2 separate regions of the Mus musculus genome follow, and region 1 is linked to region 2. A link is a contact called in public HiChIP or PLAC-seq data. All regions are on one chromosome and are shown on one strand. Each heading gives the region's core, a stretch centred on a gene start, on an enhancer-like site or on the middle of the called end of the contact. The rest is flanking DNA. Distances are from core to core; before and after follow the strand shown.

Region 1 (7,546 bases), core at 2,246-4,745, 550 kb after region 2:
TGGCATCACTGGCTACTCTTATCAGGCTTTTCCTCACTACCCTTGATTTCCTGGTTCTGTCTCCTCGCGCTCACCTCCTTCTGCTTCTCTTTCTCTTCCATTTCTCTACCATTTACATGCTCCTCTTAGTGGCACCCAGGGTGTCTCGGGGTCTGGGCTTGTCTCAGCAATGCTGTTCCCTGCCCATGCAGTGTGGCCCTGGGCTGAGGTCATCTTGGGTGTGGTCTGCCTGCCTGAGCCTTTCTGGCACAGGACTGGTGGTTGTCTCAGGCTAGCTTCCAGTCTGCCCTAGTAGTGCCAGGCTGGTGATTATCTTGGGTTCGTCCCTACCTGGACCTTGTGGCCCCAGGTGGGGGCTGTCTTCTCTCAGGTTACACCTTTTACAAAAAGCTGGAGAGATGGCTCAGTGATTAAAACTCTTGCAGCTTTTACAGAGGACCCAGCTTCGGTTTGAAGCACCCATGAAACTCGGTCGTTGAGACCACTCATAACTCTAGTTTTAAGGGATTTGATACACTCTTCTGTCCTCTGAAGTCAAAAGTCCCAAACTTGATGTATATACATGCATGAAAGCAAAAACACCTGTACACATTAAAAATGATATATTAAAATCTTAAAAATTCTTTTCAAATGATGGGATTAAAAAACAACTCTGTAAAGTGTCACGTGTGCAGCCTTTCTTCTGTTGAATTAAAAAAACAACTGTGTAAAGTGTCACGTGTGCAGCCTTTCTTCTGTTGAATTAAAAAACAACTCTGTAAAGTGTCACGTGTGCAGCCTTTCTTCTGTTGAATTAAAAAACAACTGTGTAAAGTGTGACGTGTGCAGCCTTTCTTCTGTTGAAGACACACTTAGTGGTTTGCTGGCAACTTTGCGGAATTTCACTTGCTTCAGCTAAGGAAAGGGGGCGGGGGAAGGCTCTCTCTGCACCTAGAGGAGTTCTCCCACCCCCAGTCTCTGAGCTAGCTAGGCTGTTCACACGGGCTTGATGGTCCAGCCTATTTGCATATGTGGCTTAATACCTGTCCACATCAGCAAGAACATACAGCCTTCCAGTTGTTGCTTTCTTATTTCTTTTCCTTTCTAAAGCTATAGTAAATCATCTCTCTCTGTTTTGTCGTGGTTCAACCCTTTTCACTTTCATTTTCTCTACTTCCTCTTTCTTTGACTACTGTCAAGCTATCTTTGTGATTAACTACCTCACAGAACACTTTAGTGTATTGGCATCTCATGCAGCGCAGCAGGTCCTGGGAAGGACGAATGAGAGTGAAGTCAGCCCATTTGCATGCGGCCCCACCCCCAACAGGACTAGCGATTTAAGTCACAATTTTTATTTCAGAAACTGTTGCAGAACCACCTAAAGTACCAGAACGAGCAGGATCCCCGAAACCAGAAGCTAATTTGAGTGTGGAAGCAGAGGAAATTGGAGAAAGACTGGATAATCTAAAAAACAACACTGTACAAGCCTTAGAAAAACCAGGTAGGCTCAAAGCCTTTACTTTGGAGTACTTCAACCTTATTAACAATTTCTTCTCTGTAGTTAATATGGTGTGGCATACACAGTCAGACTCAGACCTATGCAATAAAGGCAATATTATATCAAGAACTTTGTAAAGTTACAAATATTCTAACAATCAGGTAGCAGCCAACGACCCATATAAAAGCAGTTTAGATCTGATGGGTGCTCATCCTGTAGAGACACATTAGCAATTTCAGATGGGCTATTTTTCTAGGGATGTACTATCATTGTAGAGTATGAATGAGGCTCTAGGTTCAATCCTTAGTACTACCACCAATCTTAGGTTCAGTTCCTAGTATTAACACCAACCTCATACTATACCCCCCAAATTTAAATTAATTGGGGAATTTTGAATGTAATCTTAACATAAGGTTAAGATTATAAGATATTTGGTAGTAGAGCATCAAATGTATTTTTGTTTAATTGTGTTTCAAATACATATTTATTAGTATGCAATAACTACTGTCTTAGTTAGGGTTTTACTGCTGTGAACAAACACCATGACCAAGGCAAGTCTTATAAAAAACAACATTTAATCGGGGCTGGCTTACAGGATCGGAGGTTCAGTCCATTATCATCAAGGTGGGAGCATGGCAGTATCCAGGCAGGCATGGCGCAGGAGGAGCTGAGAGTTCTATGTCTTCATCCAAAGGCTGCTAGTGGAAGACTGACTTCCAGGCAACTAGGGTGAGGATCTTATGCCCACACGCATTCCAACCAGGTCACACCTATTCCAACAAGGCCACACCTCCAGATGGTGCCACTCCCTGGTCCGAGGATATACAAACCATCACAACTACATAGCATTTTAATCACTATGTATTCTTACTTAGATTAAGAAGTATTACTTAGATTACTTATTTAGATATAAATTGTATTTAAATCTAAATATTTTATCTATCCATCTATATAATCTATCATCTATATCATCTATCTATCTCTCTGTGTGTTTCCTCTTCATGAAAGTTAATAACATGAATTTTCCATAAATTGCATCAAACTGCTAGGCTGTTTTATATCTATTTTTGAATTGTTTCCAAACTTCACCTTTGATACTATACCTTGACACTTCAGTTGTCACGGGACTCCCTTCTGCAATCAGAGTTATAGCTTGGTTCCTTCTACAGAAGCCCTCAGCTAAGAGAAACTTCTTAAAATATTGAATACACTCGTTTCCTGAGAAGCTGGCTTTTGCCCTTTGTTATGTTAAGAACGGTAGGCAGAAGGAAGGTATTATTCTCTCACTAAAGATCAGGTTTAGGAGCTCCCCCGCCCCTTCGGATCCACTAGAGTGCAATTAATTGTTACTCTTTTAATTTAGTTGAGCTCAGATAAATATCAAAGGATTGCTAGGTGAAAAATCAAATCATCTTGAAATTAGAAATAGTCTTAGAAGTATTTTATCTCATTACCGTTGCCATTGTATAGTTTGTTTTTGAGAACACACATTACTATATAGCTCAGGATAGCCTAGAACTCACAGCACTCCTGTCTCCACTTGTCAGCTTCCCATATGCTGTAGCCATGCTTACCCCCATCCCCCTCGAGTGCGATCTCACAGTGTAGCCCTGGAGCCCTGAAACTTGCTGTGCAGACCAGGCTGGCTTCAATTTCAAAGAGATCTGCCTGCTGATGCTGCCTTCTAAATGCTGGGATTAAACATGTACACCATCACGTGGTCACAGAATTGTACTCATGTTCTTAAAATGAACTTCCCTGCCTTTTTCCATGCATGTGTATAATTTCAGTTTGCAAGTGCGCCCGCCTCTCCTGGTTGTTGTGCTGTTAGTCAGGTTCTGTCTTACGTGCATGGTGAGCATAGTCTTGTTATAGCCTTCTATGCCTTTTTTGTTTTGTTTTTTGTTTTTTGAGTTGCTGCAAGTAGATTAGCCTCCTTCCTCTGGCCTTTGAGCTGTCTGTGCTTTCATTGTGTGCCTGAAGGTACAACCAGCCTCAAGGGAGCTGGTGAGATGGCAGTTTCTTCACTTCAGTAACCCTCCTGCCCTTCTGCCTCTGACTGCTATATTTGTAAGCATAGAGTTCCTCAATACGTTGCAGATTTTGTTCAGAGTCATTAAACAGATATGAAACTACACCTGGGAGAAACCGAACAGGCAAACTGTTGAATCTTTTAAAGATTTTGGTAAAGGGGCTGGAAAGATTGTGTAGTGGAGAAAGCTACTTGCCGTGAGCCTGAAACCCAAGGTTAACTCCCAGAAGCCCTGGAAGGTGGAAGGAGAAAGAAAACCAGCCCCACAGAAGTTGTCCTCTGACAGCCACAGGTGTGCTGCGGCTTGTAGGACATCACCCCTCCCCCTCCCCAGGCTCCCTCACCTCAAATACTGAGAAATCAAAAACAAAGTAGGAGACTGGTAAGAACTCAGACTTCCATAAGGAAATGTTCACAAGGAGCGATGCCACCCAAATGATTTTGGTACTTGTTTCTATAAGATCTTTGATTAGCTGCCCCCAAATGTAATCTAGCATATCAGTTAAACATAGTTATTTCCTGGGGGCTCTTTTGTAAATGGAGTAACTTAAGTTCTTTAGCGTGCATTAGTCTTAGTCTCTGATTCTGAAGTTAGCCTATTTAACTTAATGATTGGTAGTATGTAATTAAGCATGCTGTGCAGCCAGAGGGAGCCGCTCTGAAGCTGAAAGGGCTGAGCCTGCCTGTTACCTTTGACGGGAGGCAGATGGTTATGTCACTTGGGATGCGTGTTCTCAGACACGTCCAGTCTTACAGCAGAAATGAGAAACTTAAAACAACCTGGGACCTTTTCATCCTCTGCTATTGGTGTGGATGTAGGTGCAGTGATAGTTTTAGTACCTAGACTTTTCTCTGTCAGGTATTCTTCAGACTGCTTGCTGCTCTGAAAGTCTGGGGAAGATTATATGGAGAAGAGACCTGGCACTTCAAATCCGTCTTAACCTTTAAAATGATCTCACCTGGACAACAATGGCATCATTAAGTCAGGAGCACTGTAAAGATACAAATATCCTAGTAATTAAGCAGTAACAAAAGGCTGGTGTAAAACCAAAGCTTCTATCTGATAAACCTCAGGTTTTAGCTGGCCAGCCTCTCCATCCGTCCGTCTGTCCTGGCATGTGGGAGCCTGGCTGTACTGTTTCCCTGAGTCTTGTTGATTACAGTGATAACTCAGTACACACTTACAGTCCCCTTGGAGAGTCGGAATGGCACTGCTCTGAAAAGATTAGCACTTAAATCAAATCTGTGCAAGATCTACAAATAAAACTAAGCGAGGTCTACATAGAAAGTATAGATTCAGATTTCACTTGTAATTCATCGCTTCCTCCTCCCTTCAAAGCCTCCTGAACAAGAGCCCCTTTACAGTTTAACCACAGTGGCTCTACATTTTCTATTAGTCTCGCAAGCCACTGGGATTTACATTCCTAGGTAGATTTAAATGAATACATTTTCCTCTTACCTCATTTCCCCTTTACCTACCGAAGCAGAGCTATTATTGAAGAATTTATTGAGTATGTTTGGCTCACAGTAGCTTCGACATTCTTTTTCTTATAGATGTATATCCAGAGAAAGTTCCAGGCTCTCCAGAAAATGAGCTGAAATCCAGATGGGAAAACCTACTGGGCCCAGATTATGAAGTAATGGTATGTCTTAAAAAAACATTTTAATAGAAAGTTTCATTTCATGCTATTATCCTAACACTATAATTTAAAATATGAGAGTCAAAGCAGACACAGACTGCCTTTATTGTTTTCTTCCTGTCTTTCTTTCCGATTAGAGCAATCAATCAATGTTTAAAGCGTTTTAAGCTATAAGAACAATTAAGGACTGTACACAAACTTCAGTTACAATTATCAGACACTCAGTTCATGTTGAAGCCATTTAAGTCAACAAGAGGCAGAAGTACATTAGGAGGGTGAGAGCTTGCCTGTAAATTTATAACCTGAATCAACTGCTTAAAATGGCTGGCATCTTTATGATTGCTTTTATGATCTGTTTGTTTTATTGTACACGGAAAGGGCTGTGGATATTAGTCCTATGTTTCACAAAGAATCTTACAGTTTTATGGGAAAAATGAAAGAATGATTATCAAGTGTATTTAGAAGAACAGGAAGTAGTTTAGGTGAGGCATGAGGTTACTCTGCCAGCAGGCCGTTAGGCTTCCTCTCACCTGTTATTACATTCGGCCAGTAAAGGATTGGCTACACGTCCCCAATGAATCCACTTGAAAGCAGAAAACCGTGTTAGAAAAATCTCATCGGTGTTCATCAAACATGCCAATAAATATCTGCTGTCTTTCATATTTTCTTTTTTGAGGCAACGTCTTGGTAGTCTTGGTATGCAGCTGTGACACATAACCCTTAGGTATATCATCATTAGTATTGGGTTGTCATCAATGCCAGACACTTTATTTCTGATTTTGGATGTCTGGCACTGTCATTAGAGAAGCTTTAGGTAATTAAGTCACATGGTTGTTTTCTTGCTCATTCTGGGCTGGTATGTTAGTTCTTGTAGCTGCGGGGTCTCCAGTTCATAGAACACTGTCACTAGGCTGTTACCTAGACACTCATGTGTTCTCTACCTTCAGTGGTATATGTTCAGAGAATACGTGGTTCACCAGTATCTCACGGGGTTTTTTATTTTTGCTTTTTTGATACTGGGTCTCATGTAGCCTAAGCTGGCTTCAAACTTGCTGTGTAGCTAAGGATGACCTGGAACTTGTAATCTTCTTTCACTTCCAGTTGTGGAATTACAGACATGAACTCTTGTGCCTCATGGTGAAGTGGAGGCTAAATGGGAGAGAGACTTTAAGTTGGATATATACAGTGATTCCCTTAAAGTGGTAGGGATATAAAGAGAGGCTCCGAAAGGCAAGTGAGTGAATGAACACACACATCCCACTGTTCCTTACTGTGCTTTCCTTTAGACTACTGCCGATCTGTTTGTTTTTTTGTGGAGGAGAGGGTAGTGATTTGAGAGAGGGTCTTGTATAGGTTAGCCTAAAACTCTGTAGCTGAGGCTAGCCTTGAACTCCTCATGATCCGCCTGCTACCATTTCCTCCATAACTGACTTACAGGAGTTAAGACCTTAGCTTGAAATTTTAAAATGGCGATGCTCCTAGTTTGTCAGAGGTAAAACTTTTAATACTGTATATTATGATTGTGTGTGTGAGTATGGGTGTACATGGAGAGATCAGAGCACAACTTTCAGGAGTCCAGTCTCTTCTGCCTTTGCATTTGTTTTAAAGATCACACTCAGCTCATTGGGCTTGTGCAGCAAGAGGTTTTCCCTGCTGAGCTATTTTTAAAAGTACTTATTTTGTTTTCTGTGTAAACCCCTGACTGAGTGTGTATATATATGAACCACTTCTGTGCTTGGTGCCCATCGAGGCCAGAAGGCAGTGTCAGAGTCCTTTGAACCAGAGTTACAGATGGTTGTGAGCTACCATGGGGGTCTGGAAATCAAACTCAGGTCCTCTGTAAAAAACAAAACAAAACAAAATAAAATAAACATACTTTTAACTTCTGAGTCATCTCTTCAGCCCTGTCTTTAGTTATCTTGGCAGTACAAGAATAAAATTTTTATTAAAATTTAAGGGATCATAGTTGGTATAGTTAGACAGATCATCATGTCTGTTTGGTCCATGATTATGGATTCCATATTCTCACTGTGGTTCAAACACATTTGGGGAAAAATTTTCAATATAACTGAACAGGTACAAACTTGTTTCACATCAGCATTCCTAAACCATATATTGAGACATGTTTATGAACCATTTTTCTTGTACTAGTGTCATAAGTAAGTGAGAACTGGTTTCAGTGCATAGTATACCTTTATGAAAGCTTGAGCAACACCTCAATACCAAAAGATGATTGTGTGTGAGGAGTTTAAATAGGACCCTGAGTTTTATTGGTAGACAATCCAAGGAAACAAATTCCATGCAAGGAAAAGTACTTCATTGTTGACCTCTATCTGTTAGTGAAATAACAGCCCATGTAGAAGGAGAACAAGACACCAGTAACATATCACATTCAGT
Region 2 (7,544 bases), core at 3,217-5,716:
CCCACAGTTGTCAACAGCCATGTAATAAAGGACGAGCGACAAAGACCACCCTTGTGCTCGCAGCTAACTCCCAAGGCTTGTTTCATTGTAGTAACCTTGACAGAAATATAGAAGAATTTCCACAGGTTTTGATCTGAAGCCTATGGCTGACACTTGAGCTTTCATGTCTAGAAGGCAGTCTGCCGATTCTCTTTTACAATCATGATAGTTTTTGCCAGGGGGCCTCATAGATGCATGTTGTCTCCTCTCTATGTGCATCCTTTGATGCAATGGAGAATCTTCAACATTAGACATTAAAAGTATTTTTGAGATGCAAGGTGTAGGCTACTCATAGTGTATAGCTCTGGTCCCCTCTGCTTAGTCAGCTGAGGTGAGAGAAACTGCTAAGACCATTAGTTCAAGATGGATGGCTAGACTGGCTCAAAACAAAAAGTAGCAAAAGATGTACATTATGTCCCAGGTAACAAATAGGTTCATTGACTATTTACTAAGGCAAGGAGAGGAAGACTTAGAGCTGTCCATTTCACTTCTGCCTTTTGGAACTATTACTATCTGTTCATTTTTGCTCTCTAAGCCCACCCATTGCAACACACACAAACACACACACATGCAAACACTGCTCTGTAATCTGTATAATGTTGGTTTTGGATAAACACCCTTGCTATTCTGGGTGTTATTAAAAATACATCTTTAGTTGTGCATCTAGGACTAATGGGGGTTAGAAAGTAGACACAAGGAAAGAAAATCATTATGACAATCAAAAAGGCCCCCAGTGGTCTAGACTGTGGAGATGCTGGGATTTCCATCTCATGGGAGGGAGGGGACCTGCTGAATTGGTTCTGAAGTTCATAGCTGAAGTGGGTTAGAAAACTGGATAAGCATGTATAAATTGTATATAACTAAAACTTTTTTGAAATAAACTTTAATGAACTATTGCTTTGAGGGAAAAATTATATTCTTCTTAGCTTTTATTTGTATCAAATTTAAGTAGACAATGGGAAATTATTCATGGATAATAAATAGCACTTAATAAGATATATATTGTCTATCCACGTGACTTTTGAACTCAGAAACAATGCCACAAGAAAACTTAAATCTGTGCACAAGAAACTTATGTATATGATTCTCTTTGTTTCTGTTTTAGTTGCACCCTCCGCCTCCTCCTCCTCCTACTTCTCCTCCTGATAATAATAATAATAATAATAATAATAATAATAATATTCTTCTTCTTCTTCTTCTTCTTCTTCTTCTTCTTCTTCTTCTTCCTCCTCCTCCTCCTCCTCCTCCTCCTCCTCCTCCTCCTCCTCTTCCTCCTCCTCTTCTCTCTTGTTCTTTTTAGACAGTATCTCATATTTCCCAGACATGCCTTGAACTGGGCATGTAACAAAGAGTGACCTTGAAATTCTGATCCACATGTTTCCTAGAACCTCTGACTATATGCAAAGCTGGGGCTTGATCCCCTTCATGTGTTCTAGGGAGGTGTTTGTATCAACTGAGATATATCTATCGCCAGCCCTAGTTTAATGGTTTTATCTATGAAAAACTTGCTAGTCTCATTTATAGGTAAGTTTCCCAACCCCCTAGGCTGGATTTTCATTGTAAACTGATATGTACTCATCAGCATTTGGGGTTCAGTTGATAGCTCAGGGGTGGGAGGAGTCTCAAGAATATGTAGTTGTGGGCACTCTCTCTGACCACAAAAGCACCGTTCACATGTACCCAGATGGGATTCCTAGGGCTCTGTCTGGTGAAGTGGGACTTCTGACTTTACCAGTGAAGCCACCCGTGCATGAAAAACCTTCTCTGCCCCTCTGCATAGGAACAGGACAGTTATTCAGAAAAAAAAAAAAAAGTTTGTTTAAAGATTAAAACAAAATGTCATGTTATTTTCTCTTGGACAAAGTGTGTGGTTTTCACTTGTGTATGTGGCTTGACGTGCACTATCTACATCGTTTGAACCCCAACTCCCACAGAGAACACTCCAGCACACCAGTCCATCTGTTGCAGGATCATAGGAGGACTTCCTTTTGCATTGAGCTAAGTAAGGCGGCTTGGCTCCTCCAACCCCTTCACTTTAACTGGTCATTCTTGGCTCTGTTGCCACTCACAACATCCCAACCACTTTCTTCTCTCTGAAGAGTCTCTGCAACAAGCCTATGTAGATTGTCACTCTTTTTGCCCCAGTTTTTCTCATGACTAGCTTTGGAATGTTGTGTCTGAATCCTGACTACAGTGTGCTCAGCAGGGGGAGGGAGAACTATGCAGATCTTATAAAATACAAAGAAAAAGTATTGTGCCATATACCTTTTGTCTTTGTGTTTGTAATTTAGGTTTGAGAATACCTAAACTCTTACCTTTTCAGTTCCAAAAACAACAGTCTTTGGAATCAAGCATATGTGAACTGAAGCTATGGAAGGTGACCATAGACAAGCTAACTTTCTGCCAAGTAGGAAGGGAAGGAACAGACTCATATTGGGGTGTCAGAGCCTCAGGAGGTCTGCCGCAGGACACACAGCACAGGTTTTTACACACAGAGGCGGCTGCTGCAGGATGCATAGCACAGAGCCTTAACATAGAAAGCAGCTTCCATTCTCCTACTAACAAGGCTGCCTTGGCATTCTTTTGTTTTGTTGATTTTTATAAAATACACTTTAAGCTCTACTGTAGGATATGCTTTCAAATTTTTTATAAGAATGCCAGAAGTCTAAAATGTAAGACCTTAAAGGGTCTCAGACACGGTTGGATGGTTTCTTGGTGATTTGGTAGCAGGCAGTTAAACATACTTGGTTTCTAACACATTTAGGAGAAACTCTGAGTGAAGATCACCATAGCAATAGTCCCCTTAATTAGAGGACCAAATAACAGGGAATTCACTCCCAGTGCTTCTTGGTAGGAGGCAGAATTCCCCCAAACACTGGAAGAGCATAGGAAATGGACCCCAAAGTCTCTCCAAATTAAGGAAACTTACAAACTAAACCTACATATTTAAAAAATATCAGAAATGTGTTCATTTCTTTCTATTTTACTGAGTGAATGTTAATTTTTCAGAGAAAATAAATACTTGAAAAAGTTACATTTTCTAATGGATTTACATGTTTCACTTTAGAAGCATAAACCCATTCATTTAGCAATAGTGTTATTTGTGAACATATTAACTATTTTGGGAGCCATCAATAACCATCTAGGACTATACAGCCATTTTTCCCCAACGAGTTTTGTGCAGTATTTATTTATTTTTGTAGGATTTCAAATTCATTTTCCATGTAATTTCTGCAAAGATAAAGATTTATAGCCTTTGAGGTATGTATTAGAGCATTTGAGTAAACTTTGAATAGGTAATTTTATAATCTTAAAATGAAATGTAGAGGGGCTAGAAAGGTAGATTCCATGGCTAAGAGTGCTTGCTGCTCTTACAGGGAACCCACATTATTAGTTCCCAACCCCACACTGAGTGGTTCGAAATTGTCTGTCTGAAACTCTAGCTCCAGGGACGCTAACACCCTCTCCTGGTCTCCGAGGACACTTGTGTACATGTGCACAAACACACACATATCAACATACAAACATTCACATAATTAATACTATAAAAAAAGAAATCTTTAAGATAACAACTGAGATCATTGTAGATATTCAGATATTCAAAATATAAGGAATAGAAGGCATCCATATTCTGCCATATGAAAATAATTAACATCCTAATGTACTACCCCCCAGGTGGTGTTTGTTTATTTGCTGTTGTTTGGTTTTTGTTTTGTTTTGTTAGAATACTGTTAGACATTTATGATTATGAAAATATGTCTACTTCAAAAGTCACCAAATACTAGACTTGTGTATTATAGGATAGAAACGGATGTTAGCCAAGCAATATGAGTTGATTTAAAAATAAGAATATCTGAATTACAGGGGAGACCGTAATGGTTTTGAGTTTCTTAGAACAGGGTCTTCTCAACTTAAATAGGAAAGGTGGCTTTCCTTAAGTGAAATAAGATTACAAAGAAAGGTGTGTGAGCTATAAAGAAAATGTTCACATTACCCAATGGTAGCTAACAAATAAGGAAACTACTCAGATGTGCTGTGTTATGGCCTTGCAGAATTCAGAGAAAAGTTCCTTGTTTTCAGTGACTCCAACTTGAATATCTATCCTTAGGGTCACATTACCATCACTAACTTACAATGTAAGAAGATGGAAGATTCTTAGACATACGTTAAGGTCTACTCTAAGGCTCTTCACTTGGTCCTAGATCTTGAAGATCACTTTGTACTGAGTTTATCTTTATGGACTCTTCATAGTATGGCCCGTTTGTCTCTATATTTCTTGTGCTGAATCACACTTCATTCCATTAACATTAAAACAAAAAAATTAAAAACAAAAACAGAAACAGAAAACCTTCTTTGTGTCCAGGATGAAAGCCAGGCCATTTTGCATGCTAGGCAAACCCTCTGCTACTAAGCTACATCGTTAGCCCTTCTTCTATTGAATCTATTTGCGGCTGGGCTTACTTGCCTAGCATGCGTACTGCCCTGGCTTGATTACCCACCACTGCAAAATCTAAGGCAAAGACAACAAACAAAGGAACAAACAAAAAAAGGAAAAAAATCCACTGCACAAATGTTAGAAAAATGGCTGCAGCTTTGGAAAGGTACAAGATACTGAACGATGAGCCCTGTTCATGCCTTTCCGCCTGGGCATCTGAAGCCTGCTGTTCTCATCAGCTGAGTGCACGTTTTTATCTTTCTGCCCTTGGCTCTCTTGTACTTCCATCTGCATGCAGTGGGCAGGTGGGGCTTCTTCACCAAAGAGAAAAGAGTAATATCTTTCTAGTGTGCCTAAGTCTTTGGCATTTAAACAAACCAGAGAAATGCATAAATTTAGCCAAGGATTGGAGCCAGAGTGATGGCTGAGTTGGCACCACTTCACATTCTTCATTCTCTGTATTTATAGCAATAAATTTCAAGTCAGGAAATAGATTGCAGGAGCATGATGTATTAGGAAGGAAGTTTGTACACTTGTGGCTTATGGGTATCAGTATAACCTCCCTGCTTCCCTGGTTGAGTGAACTGCACCATTGTTAAGAAGCAGAGTATATGTAGAGCTATTGCCTTTTAAGAGCTTTCTAAAGAAAATTCACTCCCTTCCTCCCCTTTGGGTGCAGTGATAGAAATCAGACTGCGGGCCTTACGAATGCTAGGCAGGCACTCTACTACTGAGCCACACTCCAGCCCAGTGCTCAATTTAATGGCAAGATAAGAAAAACACCGTTGTATCACCCCGTCCACTGAGATGTACTGAAACTGTCTTAATATGGAAATTTGCATTCAGTGGTTTCTTTCTTTTCTTTTCTTTTCTTTCTTTCTTTCTTTCTTTCTTTCTTTCTTTCTTTATTTATTTATTTTTTTGAAGCAGCAGTTGGGCACAGTTCAGAAATAATTTCCCAAATTACTGTTTATTTAGTTATGATATTAAATAATAACTATGTTTTTAGAAAAACGGAATTCATGAATTACTTAGGTTTCATGTCTTTCACAATCCATTATATTTTCTAAGGAAACCTGATTTTCTGAACATTTGAATCACCTGATTTTGAAGGTAGTTGATAGAGATCTAGAGGCAGTCAGGAACACCAACAGTCAGTCTCCTTAGCTATTTTATCCTATATATTATGCCCAGTAGAAATTTAGTGGGGAGGATACTGTAGTAAAAATGATACCCAGTGTTCCTGAAGGTTTGGGCCTTCATCACTTACCTAATTGCAATGTGAATTTAGATGAGTCTATTGGATTGTTAGGTTCGCAGCTGTAGCAGAAAGCTTATTTGTCTTAGGATAACTAAAAGGACCATGATGCCTGACACCAAGATCTGCGCTCAAAGGGGAGATAGATGAGTGGGTAGGCGATGGGGGGAGACCATCACTGTTTTGCCTCATACCCCATTGAAAAATTTCTTCTGAGTCGTCTTTGGGATCCAAACTAAGGTTTACTGTTCTTCAGAGCCAAGGAGGAAATTACATTGTAGTGTTCACCTACAGGAGCATAGTTTGGGTCTCAGAAATCATGACTTTGGAATTCCAAGTGTGTATTATCCAGCATCGACTGTGAGTCCCCCAAGGTAGGCACAGTGTCTACAATGGTGCCTCTCAGATAACAGAGGAAAGACTCCACAAAGCCCTTTGCCTAACTGAACGAGTGAACAGCATTTCTCAGGACACTTTTTTTCCCCTGTACTCAGCGTCTGCTTATGAATTTCAAAGACATTTTCCATAGCACCAGAAAAAGGATGCTTTTACTATCATTGACCGTTCCTGTATATATTACACTGTCCCTGTAAAGAAGAAGTTTATGAGTTGCTCTGTAAAAAGACATCCACAGTTCTGCACCTCTGAGACCACACTTTCCGACACAGACACTACATTCAAGCTTGCAGACCCCTGCTCTGCCTGGTGTCTGGGTTTCAGCCCAGACTGAGGTTGAGTGTAGGAAGATGGAGGCTCTGTGGTTAAACCACTTGTGGATAATCGAAAGTAGACCATACTTATTTTCAATTTGGCAGCTGCGTTAGCTTTTTACTTGAGCGAGCTGGTTTTCCCTGCTTCTTCACACTGTGGCCTGCTCACCATTAGTGGTCTGGCAGAGAGATCTGAGGAAGCTTCCTTTACTTCCCCTCTGCTGCACCAGGGTTTCCCCTGATTGGGCCTCGGTGGCTGGTATTAGGCAGTTGGATCAATTGCTGTAACTGCACCAGAAGAAAAGACAGACAAAACAAAACAAAACCAACAAACAAACCCAAGTACGACCCAAAGAGTCACAAAGACAAATCTCAGACCTGATGCACGTGAAGAGCTATGGCTACTCCAACTGTCCCCCATGCTCTTATCCAGACCCTTAAACATGTCTGCGGGCAGTTGATATTTGAGTCCACTACTGCATCGGGTTTGATGCTCCGCGCTTGGATACCATGTGAGTTGGAGGCTCTGTGTGCCTGATATAGATGATGTGTGAATGTTGCAGTGTCAACAGGAGACGAGGGATGTGAAGATATGTGTTCATGTGGGACAGACTGTAAGTCCTCATCTCCAAGGATGAGCTAGTATATGTCACCCACTTCATGATGGGGCCTGTGTGGTTTCTTTTTTTCCTTTTCTGTTTTCATCTCCAGTTGGTGATATGTCATTTAAATCTGCGCTGGCAAATGAAATGTGGTTTTCAACTCAAACTGAACTTGAGTTAGGAGAACTTCAGCTCTCGTGATCTTATTTTACTATTTTCCTTGGATAATGTGCCCCTGATAGCACATACTATATCCAGAATATCTGTTATTACTTGAGTACAGTTAACTAAAAAGGAGAGCTGATAAAGTTAAACCCACTTTCCCTCAAGCATTTACCACAACCGGGTAAGACAATGGCCTGAATGCTAAGTGCACTTTACTCAACTCCCGGATGCTTTTACCTTTCTTGCTGCAGACAAATGATGGTCTGTTTGTCTGTCTGTCCCTGTCTCTGTCTCGATGTGTGTGTGCATGTTCATGTGCACACTTGCGTGTCTGT

What was found. HiChIP or PLAC-seq counts read pairs in DNA pulled down with a chosen protein or histone mark.
Region 1: an SMC1A HiChIP or PLAC-seq map of large pre-B cells shows a contact between it and region 2, with 5 times the contacts expected there. The contact joins two enhancer-like sites. A contact is called at or near these places in 1 of 15 datasets of contacts at CTCF or cohesin (large pre-B cells), 1 of 115 datasets of contacts at active chromatin or transcription factors (large pre-B cells) and 1 of 9 other capture datasets (adipose tissue).

The regions. Positions count from the first base shown.
Region 1 is chr4:98,435,991-98,443,536 of GRCm38.p6, forward strand. It overlaps Patj (PATJ, crumbs cell polarity complex component), which reads left to right. Exons shown (of 44, transcript NM_172696.2): 12 at 1,340-1,480; 13 at 5,064-5,152. Among named protein-coding and RNA genes, the nearest start is that of Patj, 44 kb to the left of the region's middle. Within about 2 kb of position 3,496, at least 12 of the 459 cell types and tissues checked have an H3K27ac peak or open chromatin away from gene starts, as enhancers often do.
Region 2 is chr4:97,889,620-97,897,163 of GRCm38.p6, forward strand. All of the region lies in intron 2 of Nfia (nuclear factor I/A), which reads left to right. Among named protein-coding and RNA genes, the nearest start is that of Gm19417, 24 kb to the left of the region's middle. Within about 2 kb of position 4,467, at least 31 of the 459 cell types and tissues checked have an H3K27ac peak or open chromatin away from gene starts, as enhancers often do.